Linked DNA regions of Ovis aries: region 2 is linked to region 1. Evidence: chromatin contacts called from public Hi-C data. All regions are on one chromosome and are shown on one strand. Each heading gives the region's core, a stretch centred on a gene start, on an enhancer-like site or on the middle of the called end of the contact. The rest is flanking DNA. Distances are from core to core; before and after follow the strand shown.

The links. A called contact is a pair of places that touch in the nucleus more often than the background predicts.
Region 2: a contact with region 1 is called in a Hi-C map of tail adipose tissue, with 6 times the contacts expected there. The contact joins the enhancer-like site here to the promoter of COL3A1 in region 1. A contact is called at or near these places in 3 of 16 Hi-C or Micro-C datasets (omental adipose tissue, skin fibroblasts and tail adipose tissue).

The regions. Positions count from the first base shown.
Region 1 is chr2:120,400,405-120,405,019 of ARS-UI_Ramb_v3.0, forward strand. COL3A1 (collagen type III alpha 1 chain) reads right to left here and starts at 2,707. Exons shown (of 51, transcript XM_004004514.5): 1 at 2,513-2,707. The coding sequence starts at 2,591.
Region 2 is chr2:120,587,049-120,591,663 of ARS-UI_Ramb_v3.0, forward strand. No RefSeq gene overlaps it. Among named protein-coding and RNA genes, the nearest start is that of COL3A1, 190 kb to the left of the region's middle. Within about 2 kb of position 2,188, at least 11 of the 54 cell types and tissues checked have an H3K27ac peak or open chromatin away from gene starts, as enhancers often do. A contact at or near this core is called in tail adipose tissue, where this site is marked.

The DNA of each region.
Region 1 (4,615 bases), core at 1,457-3,956:
GTGTGTATGTGTGCTTGACAATATTTTATCAGTAACATACTTATTTTCTTAGCAAAGTAGTATTTAATATTTAAAATTCACAAGTGATATTTTAAAATATCATTCTAAAGTTATGGAATACAGCTGTGTAAAATTTATGTTGGCATTAGTATACAAATGGTAACTGTCTGTCAGCCACTAGGTGGCGAGTCTTTGTATCAATACTTAAAACTTGGCATGTTTATAAACTACAGGAAATATAAAACAGATCACATTTCTCCACTGGTTCAAGAAAACATGTGAATTAAATAGAACTTTCACAGATTTGTAAAAAGACCAAAATTCTGTAAGGACCTGTTTTATGTTCCAGAAAATTCGTGTGAGTCGACTAGAAGTTCATGTTTACTAGGGCTGTTCTGTTTCTATCTGGTATTCTCAGGACATTTATAAGAAACCCATACCCCAGAACTGTATATGAGTATTCTCAATGTGTTGAACATTCAACTACCTCCTATAACCTTCCTATAGCTAATCTATCAGAAAGATTTTTTTAAACCTGTAAGAAAAATAAGATATACTATTTTAAAACAATTTTTTTTCATGACAAACAAAAACAGTAAGCTGAACAAAATCTTTTTCAACTTCTTTTAAGCCTAAAAGCAAAATTTCATGACTATTTATTATATTTTGAAACTAAAGGGAAAATGAAAAGAACTTATGTGATATAAAGATACTGTAGGTATTAGATACTTTTTCCCCTCTAAAGTGGGAATGAGAAGAAAAATAGCCATAATGATTATAAAAGATTGTAACCACCGAGCAACCACAAATATTTTGTCATTCTTTTGAACTAAATGCAAAAGTTTTGCAGTCTTTCCAGTAAATGAGAACTTTGTGATTTTTTTCCCCCTGGAAATTAGGAGAATTTAAGAATTTTTAAAAAGGTAAAAGATTTGATTGAGGTGGGGGATGTGGTAGAAGTCATTTGGTATTTTAGCCAAGGACTGGGAGTTGTGACATCTTCTGGGAGGATAGAATGGGGAGGGAAAGAGAGGAGGGAGGAAAGAGAGTTGAGAACTGAAGGGAAGGAAAGGCAGAGGAGACAGGAGAAAGGAAGAGAGGAAAAAGATGGAGGAGGCACATGGAGGACCCTTGGGGATGCGGGAGAGAGTGACAGAGAAAGAGGAGAGGGAAGAGGAGACATGGGCTTGCCTAGGAAGGGGGTGGGGTGGTAAGTGAAGGAAAGACAAGGGGGAGGAGGTCGAAAGAGGCCAAAAGGGGTGGAGAAAGGAAGGGAGAAGAGGAAAAGGAGGAGAAGAAATAAAGGGAACAAAGAATATGGGTGTTTCTTTTCTTTTGTGACCATGGGCTGAATATAACTGAAGCGAGATCATTGGGTGTGTCCCCTTACTTACATACACAACCTGTGAGGACATTAAAGGCATGATATTAAAATTGAAAAGCTGTTTTCAGACACATGTTCACCAAAGCAGTAGGCTTAAATGTAAACTTTTTTATTATGTGTGTGTAGAAATGTAGATATAAAAACTTCTTGCATCTTCAAATTTAGCACTTAAAGATTTATTTCTATGAAAATTTTAATTCTAATATGTCAGATATTTTCATGACTCTGAGAAGCATATAAATTAAAAGACATGTTTTCACACAATGAAATAATGAACCAAACATGGCTTCGAGGAAAGTACAACATGAAAATTACTGCTTGCACTTATTAGAATATACAGCAAATCAACTTTTTGAAGTCAAACAGCACTAGCGTCTTTACCTTGTTTGCAGAAAAGTCAAACATTCTCTTGAAAATATTTTCATAAATCTTCTCCTTATTAACATAAAAGCACTTAAAATGAAGAACATGCAAAAACACTAGACCCTTAACAATAAAGTATTAGCAAATACATGTTAATCAACTATGTAAGTGCTTGAAAGCGAAAAAAATAGAAATGATGGAACTTCTTTGCAATTTGAACCTGGTTAAAGAACACTCAAGTTACTGTTGCTGTCTTACAGAAATATACTCGGTGATTCTAACAATATATAATATTTCCCTGTAGACTATACTTAAAGCATGCTATTTTTAAATTATCTTATCTTACTGGGTAAACAATGCTTAATACTCTATCCTGACAAAGAACCCAGCATACAAAGGAGAGCATAAAAGTATTACAAGAGACCAATAACTTCAGATTGCTTAGGGAAGCATTCCAAGATGTTAACAATCCAGGAGGGGAACTTTTTAAAGCCGTTTAAAGAGTTTCCAGCGCCGTTAACATGAAAACAAGTTAGTACAAGAACATCTTTTTCTTCAACGACGGGAGAACTTTTAAATACAGAAATGACAATATTCTCTTTAAGCAAATATAAAAGGCACCATCCTGGTCAGTTCTACATTTCACAGCTGGGAGCTGACAGACAAAATTAGCATTTATGAGGCAGAGTTCCTCTTTCTACCTGTTTGTAAGGAGAAGTAAAGACAAAACCCCCGTGAAGTTTCTTGAAAGCAATACCTACTCACCTTCCTGTTGTGCCAAAATAACAGTGGGATGAAGCAGAGCGAAAAGTAACCAGGTCCCCTTTTGCACAAAGCTCATCATGTCTAAATATCAGACATGAGACTCTTTGTGCAAAAAGGAGAAAAGAAAAGCAGGTCAGAGTAGCACCATCAGTTGTTCCCTGCCCTTCAGCACCGGGCCCGTCATAAAACTCAGCCACTGAGATTCCTGTGCTTTGGCCTTAAATAGGAAAAAGTTTGGCTTCCCTCACTTTCCAGCCCCTTTCTGAAATATGAGAGCAGCACCCATCCCCTTAGCAGTAAAAGAAATGATTAATATGCCTTTTTCCCTTATGGAAGACACAACCCACAAAGAAAAATGGCACATCTGGAGTTTGTGTGCATCTGAGTATGTATATGTTTGTTGCATATTTTAGTCATGTGTATATTTGCATAACTTAAAATATATATCAAAATGCTCTGCCTTGAGTTTTAATAAAAGAATTACATGTGTATATTTTAAAATAACCCTTCATTAACAGCTGCATAATTTTGAGAAATTGCCTGATGCCCATTTTTTGAGCATGACTAATTTGCAACCTTGATCTTCCTAGATTTTTATCTTGGGATTTTGCCAGAATCCCCCTTAACTCAATTTAAATAGGGAAGTGCAAAAGATTAACTGGAAGAAAAATCTCTGTTTTTCCCTTTCATTCATCCACCCACTCTGAGTCCCAGAAATTCAGTTTTAAATAAATGTCAAAAGACTATGTATCTAAGGTATGTTTGAATGACACCTGAAAAGTTAGATGCTTATCTCGAGCTGTTTCTATTTCTCACAAATTTCTTTAGCCAGCCAAAGAGGATTCCTTGTGAGATTTCAAATTTTATGCTGCTTGTAAAAGCTGAAATGGATTTTTCTAGAGGAAAATTTAGCCCTTCATGTCTTGACTGTGTAAGAAACAGAAAGAGAAAGACCTTATCTGCGAAATATCAAAATAGTACCAGAAGTTCTCATTTTATCTGGATTGGTATAAATACTAGTATAAATATTTCCAAATTTAGATTTCCATGTGTCTAATTTCCAGACCATATTAACATAGCTTTTCAATGTGTTTATTTCTGGATGTGGGGAGTAATTTCTGGGTTGTATTTGAAAGAAGGGCAAATACCATTTGATAAATCTTTGCAAGAAAAATATGCTCATCCACAGTACCAAGTTATTTCTAGCAATCAAGATATTTCTTTATACCCCAATCATCAGCCCATAGTTCCTTCATTTATCTCTGTATTCTGGTAGAGCTACTCAATTCTAATCACGATCACCTGCATTTATTTTATTTTTGCCCTGTCAACTTAACCATGCCAACTCCATGCCTGTATGTGCACATAAAATTCTCCCCACGTCACAGCAATTCATGGAAGTAACTCCTCTAATGCCTGGTTCAAAACTTTCTTCCATTAAACTTGTTTTCGTGTTCTTTCTCTTTCTGCCAGTCCATGTTACTCAATTTTTACTCAATTCACATAATATCTGCAGAATGCCAGGTTATATCCATGCTATAAGTGAGGAGAGTAGTACACAGGCCTCCCTATAGGCCCAGTTACAAAAAGCACACAGATGTTCCAATATAGATGACATCATCTGGTGACAAGAAAAGAAAACCAGTTGGACCAATCTCTTGTACATCTTCTGATTTTAAACCAGAGAGTCACCACTTAAAGGAAAAAAAAAAGGGTAATGATTGAACAGTCATGAAAACAAGCTCTGCTCTTGGATTATAGAGGACATACTGGGGGAAAAGACTGTTATATCTATCATTCTCTCTCTCAATCATCTTTATTTTATACTTTAAAAAGATCCCCTTGTGTTCAAACCAATTCAGAAACATAGTTAATTTTTCTCCTGGTGTCTTTGATGCGTGAAAAAATACATTATCTGTACACATTATCTTATTATTTTAAATGATCAATAAAAGTTGAAATGCATTAAATTTCTTCATTATAATTATAATTGTTTTCTAATATGGAAAAATTGGATATGTTAGTTTTAAAATAATGCTTTTTATGCCTTATTTCAGGCATTACATATACAATTTCTACTGTAATTTGTCTTAAAATTCTGTT
Region 2 (4,615 bases), core at 938-3,437, 190 kb after region 1:
TCTCAATAGAGCCTTAGTTGTCCACGGAGGGGTATGAGAAAAGGCTTCCATAGCAGATGCCACAGGAGCCAACTTTTGAATAATGACAGTTGACTAATGGGTAGTGGAAAAGGCAAAGGGAACAACTTTTACTGAAGGTTTATTCAACTTGAAGAATTACTTCTATCTTTAGGCCTGTTTCCAAAAAATAAAGATTTTTACAGTTTTCTGAGAAATCTTAAAAAACAAGCACATTTTCTGTTTTAACCTCCCAAACCAAATACACATTTAATTATTCAACATTTAAAATAGAAACCCAAAGATATGCTTCATTTAATCAAATATTACAAAATAAGTGTCAACTAACTATTTCTAAGTAAGTTAGATGACCACATAATTAAAAACAACCCTCTAAGGAAAAGGCAAGACAGTGGTGTAGAACACCCTGAGCTTACCTTCTCCCATGAACATACTGAATATTAACCTATATCTCTAGCAATTCCTCCTAATAAAGACCTGAGGGCTAATCGAACAGCTATTGCTCAAAGAAGGATCACATAGTACTGAGTGAGAAGACAGAGACACTGTATCCACGGGAACCCCACCCTACAGGAGGGCGACCTGCAGTGAGCAGAGATATAGCTGAGGGACTTAATCATAGTCTTGCCAGCCTGTCCTGAGATATAGCAAAAAACCCCAACAGCTTCAGGGGCATCTATACTATACATGAAGCAAATCTATTTACTAACCCTAGGGCTTCTGCCAAATAAGCAGGGAAATTCTGAAGCCCCTGCTAGGGTTGGGGGCACTGATAAGTGTCATTATTTGAGTCCCCTCAGGACTACCCCCAACTGCTCCAGCTTCAGCTCCAGCTATCTGACCAAGGCTGCCTTGGGCACAGCACTCCAAGGGCCTGCCTCTGTCCAGGACTCGCTCCAGCCCCAGCTGGCCTGCCATATCCACTGGGCACAAACAGTCTACACAGGGTGAGCTCCCACACAAGGCCATCCCTTTAAGACCAGGAAAGGTAGCTGTTTTTGCCTAATTCATAAAAGCAAAAAGCATAAGTCCAATAAAATGAGGAGACAGAAGAATATGTTCCAAATTAAAGAACAAGATAAAGCTCTAAGGAAAAAAACCTAATGAAAAGCAGATGAATACTTTATCTGATAAAGAATTTTTAAAAAAAAACAGTCATAAAGATGTCCATGAAACCCAAAGAAGGATGGAGAGACTCAGTGAGAACTTCAACAAAGATTGAGAAATATTAGATGGAATCAAAATGAATATATTAACTGAAAAAAAAATCTCTAGGGAATCAACAGCAGAGATGATACGAATAACAAAGGTGGCCACTCTCCCCACTTTTATTCCAATGAATTGGAAGCCCAAGTCACAGCAATCATAAAACAAAAAAGAGAGAAATAAAAGGAATCCAAACTGGAAAGGAAGAAGCAAAACTGTCACTGTTTGCAGATGATAAGATACTATATATAGAAAACCCTAACATGCATGCATGCATGGTCAGTTGTGCCCAAGTCTTTGTGACCCCATGGACTGCAGCCCACTGGGCTTCTCTGTCAGTGGGATTTTCTAGGCAAGAGAATATTGGAGTGGGTTGCCATGTCTTCCTCCAGGGGCTCTTCCTGACCCAGGGACTGAATCCGCTTCTCCTTTATCTCTTGCATTCTTTACTTACCACTGTGCCACCTAAGAAGGCCTTCACCTATGAACAGCTCTGTTAAACGTGTCATTTTGACATTCTGCTCTATCAATCTACTCACACTCTGAAAGCGAGAATGCAGATATTTCTCAGTTCTTTTTTCAAAGCTTGCATAATATCTTTCTTTCCGCTTACATATAATACTCTATTTCTAGCTTTCTTTCAAAAAAGTTCCAAATTATTGTGGAGTATTTTTATGTTGTTTGTATCTCCAACTTGTCACCTTAGTGAAATCCTGGTAATATTCATAGATGGTTGCTTCTTTTTGATGGAAAAGAGTGAGGTTTCCAGAGGGAATAGGTAACTTCAAGGCATATAAAACATATTAACTGTTACAAACATAACTTTGTCTAGCTCCCAACAACCTGCATTTCCTTTAAGCTGTTTTCTTAGGAAAGTTTGCAGCAGCAAGCTAACTTTTCTCCCTGTCTTTCTTCCTTTGTCCCCTTTGTTATGAAATGCACTGTGTGCCTACCCAGCTGTGCTGGCAGGGTGTCAGAAGTATGAATCACTGCTTGATGTTCACACACGAAGAGGAACTAACACACACACACAAAAGTAAAAGATATTGCTCTTGGATTTTGTTTGCAATCAGACATCAGGGAAAGGAGGCAATTGTGTGATTTTCAATGAGGTATGATTATGTATTTCTTCCTATGTCATTAGTCAATGACACTGATATTTTCTGTTAGCTGTACAAGAGATGAAATTGGAAGAGAGAAATAGTCTTCACAGATATGTCTTGATTATATTTTAGGTAGGAAATCTCTTGACAATGTTAGCAAACGTTTTCATTAAAATGTCACAAAGGCAAAACATCACTGAGAAAGTATTAACTAAGTATGGTTTCTCAAATCCGCACAACCATTTGGTAACATATGTGTATATTTCTTTCTGTCCTTCAGTCTCTGTTTATGTATTGATTAGAATTATAGAATCTGAGACCTGGAGAGAATCTTATAAAACATATTTTTAAAGATAGAAACATCAAGTTCTAGTAATCCTAAGGGGTTTACTCAGCCCCATACTGATAAATTTTTTCAGGATCAAAGCTAGCACTTAATCTCATAACCCAGTTTACTGTGATTTTCAGTTCACTCCCCTCTGTAATTCCCCCCTCCCTTGGTCTAGTAATCAGTAAAGAAAATAGCTCAGTGAATCATTGGTGTCAGTGTTTAGTTTGTCCTACATTGTCTGATAATTAAATTATCAGGTGCCCATGTCATAACTTGCCCTTGGATTTAAGTAGGTTAAACACTTGAGTTAAACAATATGACAGGACTCAGAAGGTTCTAGTTAAAGAACAATTATACATCTTATTGCCAATCAGAAGAGAAACAGATTCATAAACATATTCTCATGCCTTGTAGATGAGAAAGCTTTAATAAAGCCAGTTGGCTGCAACATTTCTTTTTTTCTCTCTCCCTTGCTCCCAAAGGAGGAGAAGGGTGAGAAAGAGTCCAAGGGCAAAAGTGAATCTGAGGATGAAGTAATGCCACGTAGCTTCTCAGGAAAAAAAAAAAAAATCAGGCCGTATCTTTCCGAAAATAAAGGCATAAATCCTATATGCTAAAAGTTCAGGAAATTGAGATCTCTCTCTGCAATGATCTCTAAACTATGCTAGATTTTCCATTCTGTTTTTATAGCTTTATTAATTACATTCTTTAAAAAGAGAGCTCTAATTTTGCCTTTTGTAATGTGGACAATGCTGCCTAGATGCAAAGCTAGTTGTAAGAAAGCTAAATGTAAAGAATGGAGGCATGGGTTCACTATGAGAACTATGTGGTTATGTAATTAAATATTTATGTGATGCATACTTTGTGTGTCAATAAGTTTAATTCAATATAGAGTTCTCCTTTGAGAACTCAGTGTTCCAGCAATAAGGACCAAAAAGCCTGCTACAAGTCCAGTTTTACTGATCATGTTAGAAATAGTTACTGTCCTTTATCTTGTGAGCTCAGATGGTTAAGTATTGTGTAAATATTCTTGACCAAGTGACTACTGTTATTTTTTCTCTGACTCTTTGTAGAACCCAATAGCTAATTCCATTTACTGAAGCCTCCTTGGTTAAGGGTTCTGGAAAGTTTCAAGTGCATATAATAAAAAACAGTGATGAACTAACTTAGGAATGCAATTTTACAAAGTTGTCATGAAAACAGCAAACCTATTAGAGAGAAGGAAAAGTTGTGAAGTACAGTAAAAATGTCTATCTTAGAAGAGAAGAGAACAGTGAGTTTTGCAGCCTTTCCCTGGTCCTCCTTTGCCTACATGTTTCCCCTTCCTCAATTTAAGAGCAGGTATTAGGAAACTAAGAGATGGGACGGTTTTTGTGGGATAAACGAAAAGAGACAAGAAGGAAAACTGGTAGGGTTGGGGGGAAGCAGAGGGATGGAAGAGAGAATTCTAGAGCCCACAGTGCATGTTTACTCAGTCACTCAGTCGTGTCAGCTCTTTGCAACTCTATGGACTATGGCCCTCCAGGCTCCTTTATCCATGGAATTCTCCAGGGAAGAGTACTGGAATGGCTTGCCACTTACTTCTCCAGGGATCTTCCTGACCCAGGGATCAGGGACCCGCTTCTGAATTTCCTGCATTGGCAAGTGGTACCACTGTACCCCCTGGGAAGCCCCTAAAGCCTAGAGAGTGTGTGTGTGTTCAGTTGCTTTAGTGGTGTCCGACTCTTTGCAACTATATGAACTATAGCCTGCCAGGCTCCTTGTCCATGGAATTTTCCAGGCAAGAATTCTGTAGTGGGTTGCCATTTCTTTCTCTAGAGGATCTTCCTGACCCAGGGATCAAATTCACGTCTCTGCAGTCTCCTGCGTTGCTGGGGATTCTTTACTACTGAGCCACTGGGGAAGTCCAAAGCCAAGAGTAGCCATTGACAATTGCAAGCTTTTGCCCTGGGGTAAG